Regions from separate parts of the Zea mays genome. Here regions 2 and 3 are each linked to region 1. The links are chromatin contacts, called in public Hi-C maps. All regions are on one chromosome and are shown on one strand. The core of a region is the stretch at or near the end of the contact, and the rest is flanking DNA. Distances in the headings are between cores, read along the strand shown. Region 1 holds the start of LOC100274993. Region 2 holds the start of LOC100191836. Region 3 holds the start of LOC100192933.

Region 1 (4,853 bases), core at 954-3,453:
ATTCTATCATCTCAGGCCAGAGATGTTTTTCCCTTTGCTGCTAAGGCTCTTCTGTTGAAGCAGTATGGTTTCCTTCGGCCTTTCCCTCGCCAGCTGCAAGCACAGTGGTCAACCCTTTGTACTTGCTGTGCGTCCGACGATGCCAATGGCTGCCGCCAAGCAAGAAGGCAGAAAAGAAGGATGCTGCCATGGAGGAGGGAGAAAAGGGGACTGAATCACTGAACTGAGTTTCAATCTGGTAATGTCGACTAGGTACCCGCGATGAGGATGATAGCAGGAAGCAGCCCCCATCTTTTACAGCTTGGAACTTCATGAGCAGCTATCGGATGGCTCTGAGCAGTTGGCGTCTTGGCGAGATGGGTTCCGTACCAGTGGGGTTAAAAAAAACAAAAATGAAGCAAGTATGATGTAGCACGGCAGTGACGGCACGGCACGGATGAAAAGCGAACGTGGGAGAGCAGTAGCACCAACAGGATAACTTGGACAGCAAACTGCCACATCACAGGTGTTGTTCACACCTCAGCCTTCGCCATCATCGTCATGGATCACAATACAAAGATACCCGTACCATCACAAATCTTGAAGGACAAAAGCGTTACCTGTTCATGTTCTAAACCACGTGTATTTTCATTAGTAATCAGCAATCCACCTAGCAGGTGGTATAAATAGCTGTGTAAAATACTGTTTTATAATGTGGATTACAATGTTTGTAGAGTTAAGTTTAAAACATAACTTAGATGTTTGTAGAGTGAAGTTTAAAACATAACTTAGGAGAGGTGGTGGGATAGCAAGTCTGCTGGATATAGTGTAAGACTAACGGGTTGTTTGGTTTGCTACCTAAGACGCCACAACGTGTCTAACTTTTCTATCTAACCTTAGTTCTTCAATTCGAGCGACTAGGGTTAGACAGATTATGACGCCTTAGGTAGGAAACCAAACAGGCTTTAAGACTAGGATGTGGATTTGGCAAGTTGCACCCAAATCAAAGTTAACCAAGATGCCATGTGAAAGGATGAACTCCAGCAATTCTCAAAAAAAAAAAAACGGTGTTGCATCCAACAGAATATATATATATATATATATATACTTGTGAAAAAGATGGTGCAAATAAAAAGGGGGGCACCGGGATACTCTGATGCACTACTAGAGAACTAGAAGTCCCTGAAATATGGGCCCCGTACGACGACATGGCCTGCGTGCCAGCGACTTCGAATTCCAATAATGCTTGTCCAAACAACCAAATCAGGGACGAAGAAATGTGTGACATTATAAATAAAGAAATAGAGTAGCGTTTGCTCAAATCGACATGCCGGGTATAATCTTAATCCTTCCCTCTCGCACAAACACAAACAAGCTAAAAAAGGAGAATGAATGGTCACGGACCACCGACATCAACAAGAGGACGAACAGCACAGCACCAAATGAAAAGGGGAAGCCTGAAATTGTTGTTCTAACAAAACTCGGTGGCCTAAGCGCCACCAGCAACAACGAATCGCCGAATCATGGCGGCGGGGAGATTACCACCGGAGCATAGGCAGCCAGGCGGATCGCGGGTCCGTCGCTTCAGCGGTGCGCCGTGACGAGCGTCTCGATGAAGCGCAGGCCATCGAATCGCGGCGCGAACCGCTGCCCGCGGCGACCGCCGCTATGGCTGTTGTCCCTCGACGCCGACGAGGATCCCTGTGGTGAAAAACAGGCGCGAACGGTACCAATTAGCCAACCCTGCTTCTATTTCCCCCCGATCTTTACTTGGAATGTAAATCGAGGCGGAATCGTTATCCCTCCTATATTATATATCGCGCCATACAAGACAGGGGAGGCCGGGAGGGGGACCCAGGAATCCTCGATCCGCGGGAGACGCACCTCAGGGACCTCGTCGTCGTGGTGCTGCCGGGAGAGCACCAGCCCGTCGCACCTGCCGACGGTCGCGGCAGGGGCCGGCGACGGAGCGGAGGCGTCGCAGTCGCAGGCGAGGAGCTCGGCGCCCGACGCCGCCGCCACGGTCGCCGCGGAAGCCACGGCGGCTGCCAGCCCCCACTTCATCTCTCCTCCCCCTTGCGGCGGTCGGCGGCGGCGCTTGTGGTCGGCGGCTGGCAGACTCCAAGGCGTGTGGTCGGCGGCTGGTCCACGCCGGCCTTACGTCGCAGGTCGAGGTGTGAACACGCGGGGAGCGCTTGCTTGCTGGCGACGAGTACGGGATGTGAAGGCCAGGGTTGGAGGAGCGGCGGCGTGGGGTCGCGTATATAGGGGAGGGAGCTAGCGTGGGCCCGGATTTGGCGCGCGGGTTTTAACCCGATTGGAATTTCTAGTCGGCGCTGTGGAGCCCACTGGTGGGTTCGCTCGATTCCAGTGGCGACCCGCCAGCGAGTGGAGGCAGGGGATGGATGGATGGATCGCGCGCGATTGGACGGCATCGATCGGGTCGTGTCCTCGTGTGAGTCAGTCGCTGGTGGTCCGTCAACGCCTCCACGCCGTGTACAATGGTCTCGTAGACGTGGCACTGCCATGAAACGGGGCAACCGGACGCCACTGTGCTGCGCGTGACCTATAGATTGGTACCTCAGCAGTAGGGACAGACGGGGCGAATCCAGCGCCAATTTTGCCGTGGTGCACCTTAATGGCTTTGGAAGCGATAAAACCAGAGATGGTTGTAGGGCTAAATTTCTATTTTTATTTAAAATTAAATATAAAGCGAAAATTTAATTCTCTAATCTATTCTGGTTTTATGGCTCCCAAACTAGTTCTTAATATTAGTTTCGGAGCCACAAGATGAGAGGAGATTAGAAGGGTTAAAATCTTCTTCTTATTTAAAAATATTTTGCTATTGAGAAAGGTGAACGTGGCGTCGCCCCTGGGGCTAGATATCGAGCTATCTCGGTTCGGCTCATCCAAGTTCGAGCTGCTCGTTAAGCTAACGAGCCACATAGTTGGCTCGGCTCGTTTAAGAGTTCGAGCTGGCTCGTTTAGTTGGCAAGCTAGAGCAGAAAAAAGGAATATGTATATAATAATCAATTTCTAATTAATTTTAAAATAAATTAATAATAGAAAATAGTAATTATACTAAGTTTTATAGACCATAACAATGTAACAACAAATTAACACAACTCATCAATTCATAATTCAGACACATGTTCACCAGTTTAACACATAGCTATATTCGCATACATCAACTTAACACATAGACATAGTCCATCAATTATTAGTTTAACTCATAGGCCATACACACGACACATACATATAATATGTCATCAATTGTTACATAAATGATATATATATAGTTTCGTTTTACTAAAATGTGATAGCTCGTTTAGCTCACGAGCTGGCTTATTAACGAACCGAGCTTGCTCGTTATCGACCCGAGCTAGAATAACAACTTAGCTCGTGAAAAAAATTCAAACAAGTCGATTCGAGCTGACCATGAACCGAGCGAACCGACGACCCACGAGCATTTCGTCCAGCCCTACCCAGCAGGCAAGGACAGGATACAGGCATAGAAAGTTGACTTGTGCAAGCAGGACAGCGCATGACTTGTATGGTCTTCATCTTTCATGACGGAACTAGATGAAATCTTGCAATGTGACTGTCCTGGCAAAACTTTTTTTAAGATGAGATCAAATTATGTATTGTGCGTCAGGCATATATGGTGTGAGGCAAGTCTACTTTTGAGTATTACTTTCAGTTTTACTTCAAGTATTACTTTACTTCTACTTCATGATTATTTTTGCGGTAGTCTAGGGACAATTTAATTTAAGGCTTAGGATTGTGTTAGTCTGTCGTTAAACAAGTCGTGTGGCTTGCTGGTGTTATAAGTCACACCTAGTCCTAGTTAACTACTAGGCTGCCTAGCTCTGACCCTCGCTATGGAGGAGCTTTAGTGTTGCTTCAACACTATTATAATGTGTCATCTATCCACGCAACTATGGTTGGTAGCCCCTCTTGGTGACAACAAGAGCGTGGCATGGGTATCCTGACCATGTCACTTGGTAGGCCCATAGGTGATAGCTGGCTTCGCTTCGAGGTTTTGTCTATCTACCCCTAGTAACCCTCGGAACCTATAGAATTTTGTTCGAAGAAAGTTCTCTCTCATATTTGATTATCCACACGTTAACCCAAATAATCCTTTGCAACACAGTAAAAATATAGTTTGGCTCTCTGAGTCCTCGTTGTCCTTTCAAGCAACTTTAACTAGTTACCGATCTTAGGGTCCCTATCTATTTCTTTCTCATACACCTAGTTTTCCATTGCAATTACCCCATATAAATTCTAGTGTGTATACTTTTCAAGTTTACAATCCATTTCAAGTTTGAGTTAGTTCACCTCTAGCTTGTCGTTTCGCTATAGAAAATACAATACCTAGAATACTCCAGGTGAAAGGATACATCGGTATCCATGCGCCGCTAGCATACTGCAACCATTCCAAGCACATAAATAGCTACAACATATGTAGAACAACCCAAAGATTTATGGTCAATTATTCTTATTGATACCTATAAATTATTATTGAATGGTTTATGGTCAATGTAAGCTTCTGCGTACTCCATAATTTAAGAAGTTCTTCGTGATATAAGAGAACCCATTTTAGAGACTTCATAGAACGATCACTCCATAAAGTTCCAAGAACATGTAATGAGTAAGATTGAGCTATAAAAGGGCAAATTCAAAGATATCTCATATTCCCACAGCTTCACACAAGCACCCAAATGTAATATGCTCAAGCAATACTACTGTCAGCACTACATTAGACTAGGGCTCTAGCCGAAACCAGTATAACTCGTTCGTCCCAGACCTACCTTTAAGCCCCCATAGCTCACCATTCGGAGTGAGTCCGGCTAACACCCCTATCGAACACAAAA
Region 2 (4,853 bases), core at 1,561-4,060, 360 kb after region 1:
TCCTAAATCTCATAGCTCCAACTCCAGCTCGCAATCCATGGCGTAGACTAACGCAAGAGAGCTAGCAACACTCCTAGCAATCAAGAAAGGCTGGGGCAGCCCATCTGCGCTCAGCTCATGGAGCTCCCAGAAGGCCAGAACGCTTCCTACTGGCTACTGCAGCTAGACAGGGGTCAGGTGCGTGAACAACATCAGTCTATAGCTGCTCGGTTCCCCACAGCGCTCACCGGCCAGGCCAGTTCCGCACAGCGCTCTACAACTGCTCGTCTGCTCGGTCGTGCGAGCTCCCCTGCAAGCAGCTTCCCCGCGAGCAGCTTACCCGCGAGCACAACATCCCTCTCCCAGACCCCAGCCACCATCTCGCAGATTAGTAGATTACATATTACTTACCGGGTGGGTGCCGGCGTGCCGCCGCCGCCAGATTGGGAGCGCTGAGAAGAGAAGTGGCGGCTCCGCGCTGTGTCTGTGTGGACCGTACTGCCGTGTGCGGTCTGCTCTGTCTTAGTGCCGATGTGGAACTTCAACTTGGGCTGGGAATTTCGGTAAATTCCGAATTTTAAATTCGGTAAATCCGACCCAAAACGTTAACCGAAGAAAACGGTCGGTAGAGGACTGTACCGATTTCAATACCAATTCCGATCTAAAATTCCGATGATCGATTCCGATTCCGAGAAATACCGAAACCGACGATTCCGATCAGAAAAATCAGAACCGGTTTCCGAAATTCCGAAAAATTCTAAAACCGTTTTCATCCCTACGAACAACGCCTGAAGTGGAGATTTTGTAGATCAATGTGGTCGACTGGAGAGCCGATATCCTCAACTACTTGAGGGATCCAACTCAGAGGGCAAGCAAGCAAATAAGTTACCAGGGCCTTACACTAGTACAAAAAGGCTCAAAGCCTGCGGCACCCATATATTTTTACAGACGGATCCAGTTATCCACCGACTGTGCTATTTCTAGTGGCGGTTCTTTAAGAAAACCGCCACTAGAAATCATATTTCTAGTGGCGGTTCCTTAAGAAAACCGCCAGTAGAAATCCATGATTTGTAGTGGCGGTTTTCTTAAGGAATCGCCAGTAGAAATACGATTTCTAGTGGCGGTTTTCTTAAGGAACCGCCACTAGAAATCATTTTTATCCTTAATTTTTCGAGTTTTTCAAACGACCTCGTATGATAAAACCACTAAAATAAAAGTTGTAGATCTCTAAAAGTTATGAAACTTTGTAGTTGACAACTTTTTTATTTGAACTCATTTCGGTTCTCAAAAATTGAATCTAAGTATGGCAAATTTAAAATTCAAATTTTGCAAACTAACTCGGATGAAAAAAGTGTCAAAATAAAAGTTGTAGAACTTCAAAAGTTATTTATCTTTGTAGTTGACAACTTTTTTATTTGAATTCGTTTAGGGTCTCAAATAAGCAATTTACACTCAAATGGTTGTAATATGTGGAGAAAACAACTACAAACTAGACACAAGTCATGTCATAGACGGAGTGGTAGTGGAGGGTACGCGCGAGGGTGAGGTCTACGGTTCGATTCCTCACAACCGCGTAGGCGGGTGGGGTGGGCCTAATACAAATAAATTTTTTTACTATTTTTAGAATCTGTTTTATGTTTTCTGGAAACGATTTGCACTGGCGGTTTTATTACGTCGACCGCCAGTGAAAATCGATTTTCACTGGCGGTTTTATTACGTCGACCACCAGTGAAAATCGATTTTCACTGGCGGTCTTCAGTTACCCGCCTGTAAAAATGGTGATTTCTACTGACCTCTAGCACTGGCGGTTACGAAAAACGTCACTGTAAATATGTTTAGGACCGTCAGTATAGAGCTTATCTGTACTAGTGTTAAGAACATGGTCACCGACGACGAAATGTATTATTATACCCTTGAAGTAGTACTAGTGCAAATGCTTGGGCCTAGGCTTTAGAGCTGATGCACAATGTGCATGAAGGCACATGCGACACTGTATTAATTAGGAGCTCGCCGACACACACCAAGGCTCACTAGATAAAGTGGTTAATTAGGAGGTCCGATTACTATTGGCCGACACTTCTGCTAGAAGATTTATGTCTACGAGAAGGTCGTCGCCGAGTGTGAGTGCGAGCACGACCTAAACGTCGAGACCCTCTCTGACCCCACGGTCGTGCGAGTAACGATAATCTTTGCCAAAGTAGGTATGGAAAAGCGCGTTAAGGTGCTAGTAGTGTACGGGTGTACAATATCTGAAGATCGTTTTACGGCATTATTCTCACAACTCCATGTTCTTCATCTATATATCATGATATATTTTTATTCTTGACGTAAAAAATGTTATACAAAAATAAATAAATAACTCTACACCCCTGCTACACATCGCAGAAAGCACGTCCAATATCTCACCAAGCATCTAGGACGTGTCCCTTGATCCGCGCGCATGAGGCCACGCGAGACACACAAGTACTATTGGCTTTTAGGGGATGCATGCTGTGGTTCTCGTCGCCAACTCGAACACGCAACGTGGACAAAAAGTCTCTGAATATAAGATAACGCTTGCGTCGTCTGGAGGCGCCACGCAGCATCTAGACGCGTCCCATGCACGCTTCAGCAGTTGCATGCCCCTCCCCCAGGCCAGGTGGACACAATACACGAACACATCGCATCCAAACTCACACACACTGAAGCAGAAGATGACGACGAACTATAAAAAACAAGCAGGACCACGCCACCAGAAGCCCAAATACACAAGAACACATCGCCTATCCAGTATCCACCGACCTAGCTCATCGCGACCAAAGAAAAGGACACAGCAACTCAGCAAGACCCCCATCTTCCATAGCTCTAGCTACTAGCTACTAGTTTCAGGCCTGCGGCTCGTGAACACCTCATCTTTTTAGCCACTTTTGCCACCACCGACGACGACCGATCGATCAGCTAGCAGCTAGGCCATCCCGCGCGCGTCACGAGGAACCCACGGCCGGCGTCGCCATTGTTGTCGCTGTAACTTGCAAGCTTTCCCTAGCATCGGCCCTTTTCCCCTTCCTTTTCCCTCGCTCGTCCTCGTGCTAGCTGTGTATAAAAGCGCGTCGCTAGCGCGCTCATGGAGCAGCAGCAGCATCAGGAGGTGAGGAGGAACAGGAAAGGCGTGCTGCAGGTGCAGGACGGCTCTGAGATCCGGGCTCTCGTGGAGAACAAGGCGGAGTTCGCTAGGTTCGTCGACGACAGGTTCCGGAAGCTCGACGCCGATGGCGACGGGAGGCTGTCGGTGAAAGAGCTCCAGCCGGCCGTCGCTGACATCGGTGCCGCCATCGGGCTGCCGGCCAGAGGGTCGTCGCCGCAGGCGGACCACATCTACGCGGAGGTACGTACACATATACGAGAATACAGTGATTCTAGCTTCTCGTAAACTCCGTTCTAGCTTCTCGTACACATATATCTTAAAATAGTGTTTTGCTTTAGGCTGTAGCCGACCAAAAACAATGTTTCGTATGTAGACTGTATTTATTTAAGGAGGTGTTTTGTTTTTAGAGACTAATTTTTAGTTTATCTATTTTATTCGATTCTAGTCTCTAAATTTCTAAATTATTAAATACGGAAGCTAAAACAGAAATTCTATTTCAATCAATAGAGGTAGAACTTTGTCTCTATTAACAATTAATTGAGAGAGGTGGGCATTTGCTTTGTGTCTGCACGTTACACTTACACAGAAGCTATCTTCAATAACAGCGGTTGTGAACCTATTTTCGCTGGCGTTTCTTAGAACCGCTAGTGCTAGAGATCGGTAGAAATCATCATTTTTGCAGCGGGTAATTGAGGACGATTTCCACAATAAAAATCGATTTCCGCTAGTGACTAGAAACATAAAACAGGTTTTAAAAACAAAAAAAAATTATTTAAGGACAGGCCTTTGGTCCGTCGAAGTCACCCCTAACCTCACCTTTGTGTGTACCATCCTCTACCACTTCGTCTATAACATGATTTCTATTTAGTTTGTAGTTTTGTTGTTCATATATTACAACAAACTGAGTATAAATTGTTTGTTTGAGACTGTAAATAAATTTAATAAAAAAGTTGTCAACTATAAAGTTGAATAACTTTTAAAGTTCTACAATTTTCATTTTGACACTTTTTTATCAGAAGTTGTTTGCAAAATTTGAATTTTAAATTTGACAAATTTAGATTCAATTTTTGAGAGTCGAAATGATTTCTAATAAAAAAGTTGCCAGCTACAAAGTTTTATAGCTTTTAGAGATATACAACTTTTATTTTGGTGGTTTCACATACGAGGTTGTTTGGAAAACTCGAAAAATTAAGGATAAAACTAATTTCTAGTGGTTGTTTCTTAAAAAACGTCAATAGAAATCGTATTTCTACCGGCGGGTTTTTAAGAAAACCATTTTTAATGGCGATTTTTAAAGAACTGCCGCTAAAAATAGTACAGTCGGTTGATAACCGAATCCGTCTGTAAAAATATACTGTAACGCAGATTTTGAGCCCTTTTCTACTAGTGTAATCAGGGTCTGTCTTTAAAGTCTTTAATATTGCTTGCGATCCAAAACTATTTGATGGTATGTATTATAGAATTTCAATTGTTTGCAAAAGTAAGAAACAAAAGTAGATGTCAAAATTGACAATTATATACAAACCACATAATTATTGTAAAATTCAACCGTATCATGACCAAGACCAAGTGCGCGCACTTATTCCTTGTCACATACATCAATTTGCTAATGAGATACAAACTAAGGGCTCCTAACATCTCTAGAAGCGATCGGTAAACATCAACACATTTAGCTTCCTAAGGGCCAGTTTGGTAACTCTATTTTTCTAAAGAATTCTATTTTTCTAAGTTCGTTAAAAAATGAAATCCT
Region 3 (4,853 bases), core at 1,552-4,051, 340 kb after region 1:
GACATAATGCCAGCTTCTAAGGCATTCGAAAAAAGAAAAGATGACCCTCAGCAAAAAGACACGAAATGAAGACCTTCGAGTGGATTATCTTCAAAAATCCACTCGAAGCTCGGGGGCTACACCCATTGGGTGCACCTCCGGTGCACCCAATGAATCACCATTTCAAGAGAAGACAACACCAACTTCTAAGGCATAAGGCAAGATTGAAGACAAGATTGACCCTCAACCAAAATGCAAGTGGAAAATAAAAATTTCTGATGAAGACCTTCGAGTGGATTATTTTCCAAAATCCACTCGAAGCTCGAGGGCTACACCCATTGGGTGCACCTCCGGTGCACCCAATGAAGTTCAGGGTCCAGCAATATGAAATGCCGACCTCTAAGGCACAAGCATGAAACAAGGCTCCAGGTTACGAGTGATCAAAGCAGAAGGAGACAGTAAAAAATCATTTTTACCAGACTGCTTGGAAAGCATTTCTTATCATAAACAAAGATCGCAACCTGGACCTAGGATCTTTGGGCTGATTATCTTAAAGTCAGCCCGAAGATCGGGGGCTTGTGGGGGACAGATATCCCCCGGGTCCACTAGAAGGATAAAAGACCTCACGAAAGGCCCAAGAGCCCAATAAATCGTGAGGTCACTCCTTCATGGGCCTGGAAGAAACGACTAGTGAAGCAGATCGACATAAGGCCGGGTGGGCGCAAACCTGGACGGCCCCGCAGCGTTGAGCAAGTGACCGCAACAGAAGATCTGACTTCCCGCGCTGGAGCCTCGAACGACGTAACCAGGCGAGGATAAGTCGGCAGAATCATAGGAAGATAGACAAAAGCGGTTCACTATCTTTCAGGTGCACATTGTTATCATATTCATATGTATTGCCTCACGACCGAATATATAAGGCCTAGGGGGCACCCCTTCAGAACGATCGACCCCATTACTATTCAACCATCCACTTCAACTCTCTACACTTTAGAGAGCAACCTTGTAACCCATACGCAAAGCATACTCACCAGGACGTAGGGTATTACACATCTCCAAGCGGCCTGAACTTGTAAACATTGTCCATTGTTCCTCGTGCATCAGGCACGAACCATTTAGCTACAGTCGGCGACATCGTCCTACTCCTAAAACACCTTGAGGGGCAACCCCGGGTGTGCGGTCGGACCCAAAACACCGACAACAACCATTGTTCCCTTAGGGTTTTTATTAAAACATGAACTTGGTGGATATTATAGAAGAGATTTTTTATACCCCTAGATTCCGGGTGTTACAGCAGCGAAAATAGGCTGGGGAGGAGGGCGAGGGGCTCAGAGCTCTATGGTGGTGGTGGCTTCGATTTCTGGGGGCCTAAAGCAGACGGAGAGGAGAGAGAACAGGAGACTGAGGAGGGGAAGCGAGGCAAGGAAAAAGGAGAAGAAATGTTTTTTTGGCTTGCTATGTATTCCATCACTACTTTCTCTCTCTCGGCCCCACGCTGCAACGCACGGACACCCACCTATTTGTACATAAGTTATCGTAGTATTCTATGTTTCCGTTGCAACGCACGGACACCCACCTAGTTATATTTACTTTCCTTGTTCATCTATTACATCTTCATACTTTAATCAATTGAAAGATGAATATGAAGCTCGATTTAATTATGTTGCCTTGTTTTTTATATCTCGAAGGTATCAAAAGTGTGTGGCCAACACTTTTCTTATAACACATATTTTGTACATAAGTTATCATGTTATTATATATTTCTATTGTAACGCATGTGTATTCACCTAGTTAATATATATGTGCATTCCTCTACAAGTACTCTAGCCACAACCAGAGTGATGTATTTTAACAAGGGGTGGAAGGAAGGGGCAATGATGTCTTTTTTTTGGCTTAGAACTACGGTGGTGGCATGTTGGCATGCATGCATGGCTATCTACGACCGCAAATGGTAAATGTGTTGATGAACTCTTTATCTCGACAATTATATAAAGGATAAACTAAAAGTGGCTTAAAACATGTAAAAGTGGCTTAAAACATGTAATAGTTTGACTCGGCTCGCTGCGGCTCGGTCAAGTAACGAGTCGAGATCGACTCGACTCGCTTCTCTGACGAGCTTGAAAAGTTGGATTGTCTTGGCTCACGAGCCGCCTTACCGAGACAACGACCCTGACCATAAGCATGAAATCTCTCTTCAAAATATAATATAAAATCTCAAAAATAATTTAAGTAACACATTTTATATTATTAAAATAAATATAATATTATTATAATATAAAAAATAGGTTAATATAAAAAATAGTAAAAATTGGCTTGGTTCTTCATCTCTAGGAATCCGGTAAGGTACTTTTAGAATACCAATGTGTATAATAGATTAATATTATTAAATTTAAGTAAAAAAACTACGTTTTATGGAAATGTAAGAATGAAAGAGAAAGAAAGAATCCACAGTTTATTATCTTTATTTTTTATTTTATAAGAATACTATAGATTCTATTAATATATAGATTGAAATATTATACATATAATATAAAGAACGTAAGATAGATTGAATAAAGAAAAAAGGATAAACAAAAAGGGATAAAGGATCTATCGTTCTATGAATCGAGCCACCGAGTCGCTCTGGCTCGTCGAACTCGAGTTCTTTTCTTTTCGGCCCTAACCGACGGCGACCACACGAGACCCGAACGGTCACATTTAGCACACTCTCCAGCCGACCTGTGGGCCTCGTGCGTGTGCGTGGTGTAGACTGCTCAGCTGACCGGCCCGTGGTTTATATTGCCTCTCTGGCTCGCGTATTTTCCGGTACACCCATTTTCTCCTGCAAAGATTCTTTATAACCATTTTGACGGTGGTGAGCCCGAAGCCAGCGAAAACCATCAATCCCATTCCTCTCCTCCGCTAGTAGCCGCCAAATCGACGAGAAGGAGCCGAGGCCAGGCCTCCACCAAGTATCAGATTCCACGCCCTACGAATCATCGCAATGGTGAGTATTCGCCCGCGGCGGCCCCGTCGAGCTATGTGTGGCTTACTGCTCGCATAGCCTCTTCCGCCGTGGGCTTGGATTGACGGCCCGGTTGTTTGCTGAGGTGAGGTCCTGCTGTGTGTGTGTTTTGTGCAGACGAAGAAGCAGCGGAGGGAGGCGGGGGCGATGCGACGGCGAGACCGACACCACCATCACCGGCGGCAGCCGCGGGACGAGCGCTGCGTTTCCTGCACCACGTTTAACATCCTGGCGCCGATCTACAAGCGCATGGACAACGAGGTGGGTTGGATCTTGCTCTGCTTTCCCTTTTGACGGGGAATCTATTTAGTTAGTTTTGGTTTGGTAGAAAATTCTGGCTCGTAGTATATTGACGGTCGGTGTTTGGCATTGGGAGCAGAATTGCAGGGAGAGCCAGTACAGGGCCTACTGGTTCAGCCGCAACGAGAAGATTATTGACCGCCTTCTCGCTGATCACTCCTCCATCATCTGCCTTCAGGTGAGCTGAATCTAGCTATTATTCGGCTCTTTGATCATGTCTGGGATGTGAGCCATCAGTAAATATGATTCTTGTAACAGGAGGTATGGTTGGGGAACGACGAGCTGGTCGACATGTACCAGAAGCGTCTGGGAGACGCCAATTACATGCTCTTCAAGCTTGCACGCACCAACAATCGTGGAGACGGTGAGCCCTGATTACTCATTTAAGCTTGAGCCTGGAAGGATGAGGAAACAGATATTGTGCTGTGTTGTTGCTGCCACCGGCTGTTTGTGCAAACTGTTTTTTGTTTGTATTTTGAAGGTTCATACAAATATAAAATAATTTATTGATCTAGGAAATCCTGATCATAGGCTATAATAAGAGGTGACATTTCCGGGACTGTGCTTTTGAAGGGGACAATGGTAGGAATTCGACTTCGCCACTGTGTCCCCTTTTCGAAACCCAAAGTGAATTGATGTTGGGGTTGATGGTCTCTTTGTGTTGAATACCACTGTTGATGATGTCTAAAATGATTATCATTGTATTGTGACACCTATTTCCCTTTCCAGTGTGGATAATGGCTTTGCCAAATGCCTATGGTGTTGACATCTGTGGTGATTGTCAATTAGTATGGGATCTATGTTCTCTTCCTGAATGTTTTGAAAATGCACATAGACAGATTTGAATTTGATGCCATGTAATGCACCTTGGTGTTTTGTTTCCTTAAAGATGAATTTCTATGCAGGTCTTCTTACTGCTGTACATAGAAACTACTTCAACGTTTTGAATTATAGGGAACTGCTGTTCAATGACATCGGTGATCGGGTAGCTCAGCTGTTGCATGTGGAATCAGCGATGCCATTCTTACAAAATCGAAGCACCAGCTGTGTCCACCAGCAGAGCCTCATTGTCAACACTCATTTGTTGTTCCCTCATGATCACAGCCTTTCAATAGTTCGCTTAAGACAGGTAGAGACATTATTCTTTTCTACATCTAAGCATAATGTTTGCAATATTTCAGTAGGATTCCTAAACATTTAGTGGTGTAATTGGCAGGTATATAAGATCCTTCAGTATATTGAGGCTTACCTAGAAGAGCATAAACTTGGTCCACTGCCAATCATCCTTTGTGGGTCTGTATCTAGTGTGCACAGTAATTTATAATTTCTTTGGATTCTACCGTAGTTATGGCATTATCATTTTTTGGACATTTATTTCAGGGATTGGAATGGAAGTAAACGTGGCCAAGTTTACAAGTTCCTTCGCTCGCAAGGGTTTGTTTCATCGTATGACACTGCTCATCAATACAGTGACAGCGAAGAAGATGCACATAAGGTAACAAGAAGGTTTGCTATTTTGATTGTCCAAAATTAGCAGTACTATGAGCATTCAATTATTGTTGACTTTTAA

The links. Hi-C and Micro-C count contacts between places; a contact is called where the count stands out from the background.
Region 2: a Hi-C map of bundle sheath shows a contact between it and region 1, with 2.1 times the contacts expected there. The contact joins the promoter of LOC100191836 here to the promoter of LOC100274993 in region 1. A contact is called at or near these places in 3 of 25 Hi-C or Micro-C datasets (bundle sheath, ear and endosperm).
Region 3: a contact with region 1 is called in a Hi-C map of ear, with 1.6 times the contacts expected there. The contact joins the promoter of LOC100192933 here to the promoter of LOC100274993 in region 1. A contact is called at or near these places in 2 of 25 Hi-C or Micro-C datasets (ear and endosperm).

Annotation. Positions count from the first base shown.
Region 1 is chr5:40,948,745-40,953,597 of Zm-B73-REFERENCE-NAM-5.0, forward strand. It overlaps LOC100274993, which reads right to left and starts at 2,204. Exons shown (of 2, transcript NM_001149219.1): 1 at 1,864-2,204; 2 at 1,262-1,680. The coding sequence starts at 2,043. The coding sequence ends at 1,564.
Region 2 is chr5:41,311,855-41,316,707 of Zm-B73-REFERENCE-NAM-5.0, forward strand. It overlaps LOC100191836, which reads left to right and starts at 2,811. Exons shown (of 4, transcript NM_001137260.2): 1 at 2,811-3,343. The coding sequence starts at 3,083.
Region 3 is chr5:41,292,574-41,297,426 of Zm-B73-REFERENCE-NAM-5.0, forward strand. LOC100192933 reads left to right here and starts at 2,802. Exons shown (of 11, transcript NM_001138115.1): 1 at 2,802-2,965; 2 at 3,101-3,244; 3 at 3,363-3,461; 4 at 3,542-3,647; 5 at 4,189-4,412; 6 at 4,500-4,576; 7 at 4,664-4,778. The coding sequence starts at 2,963.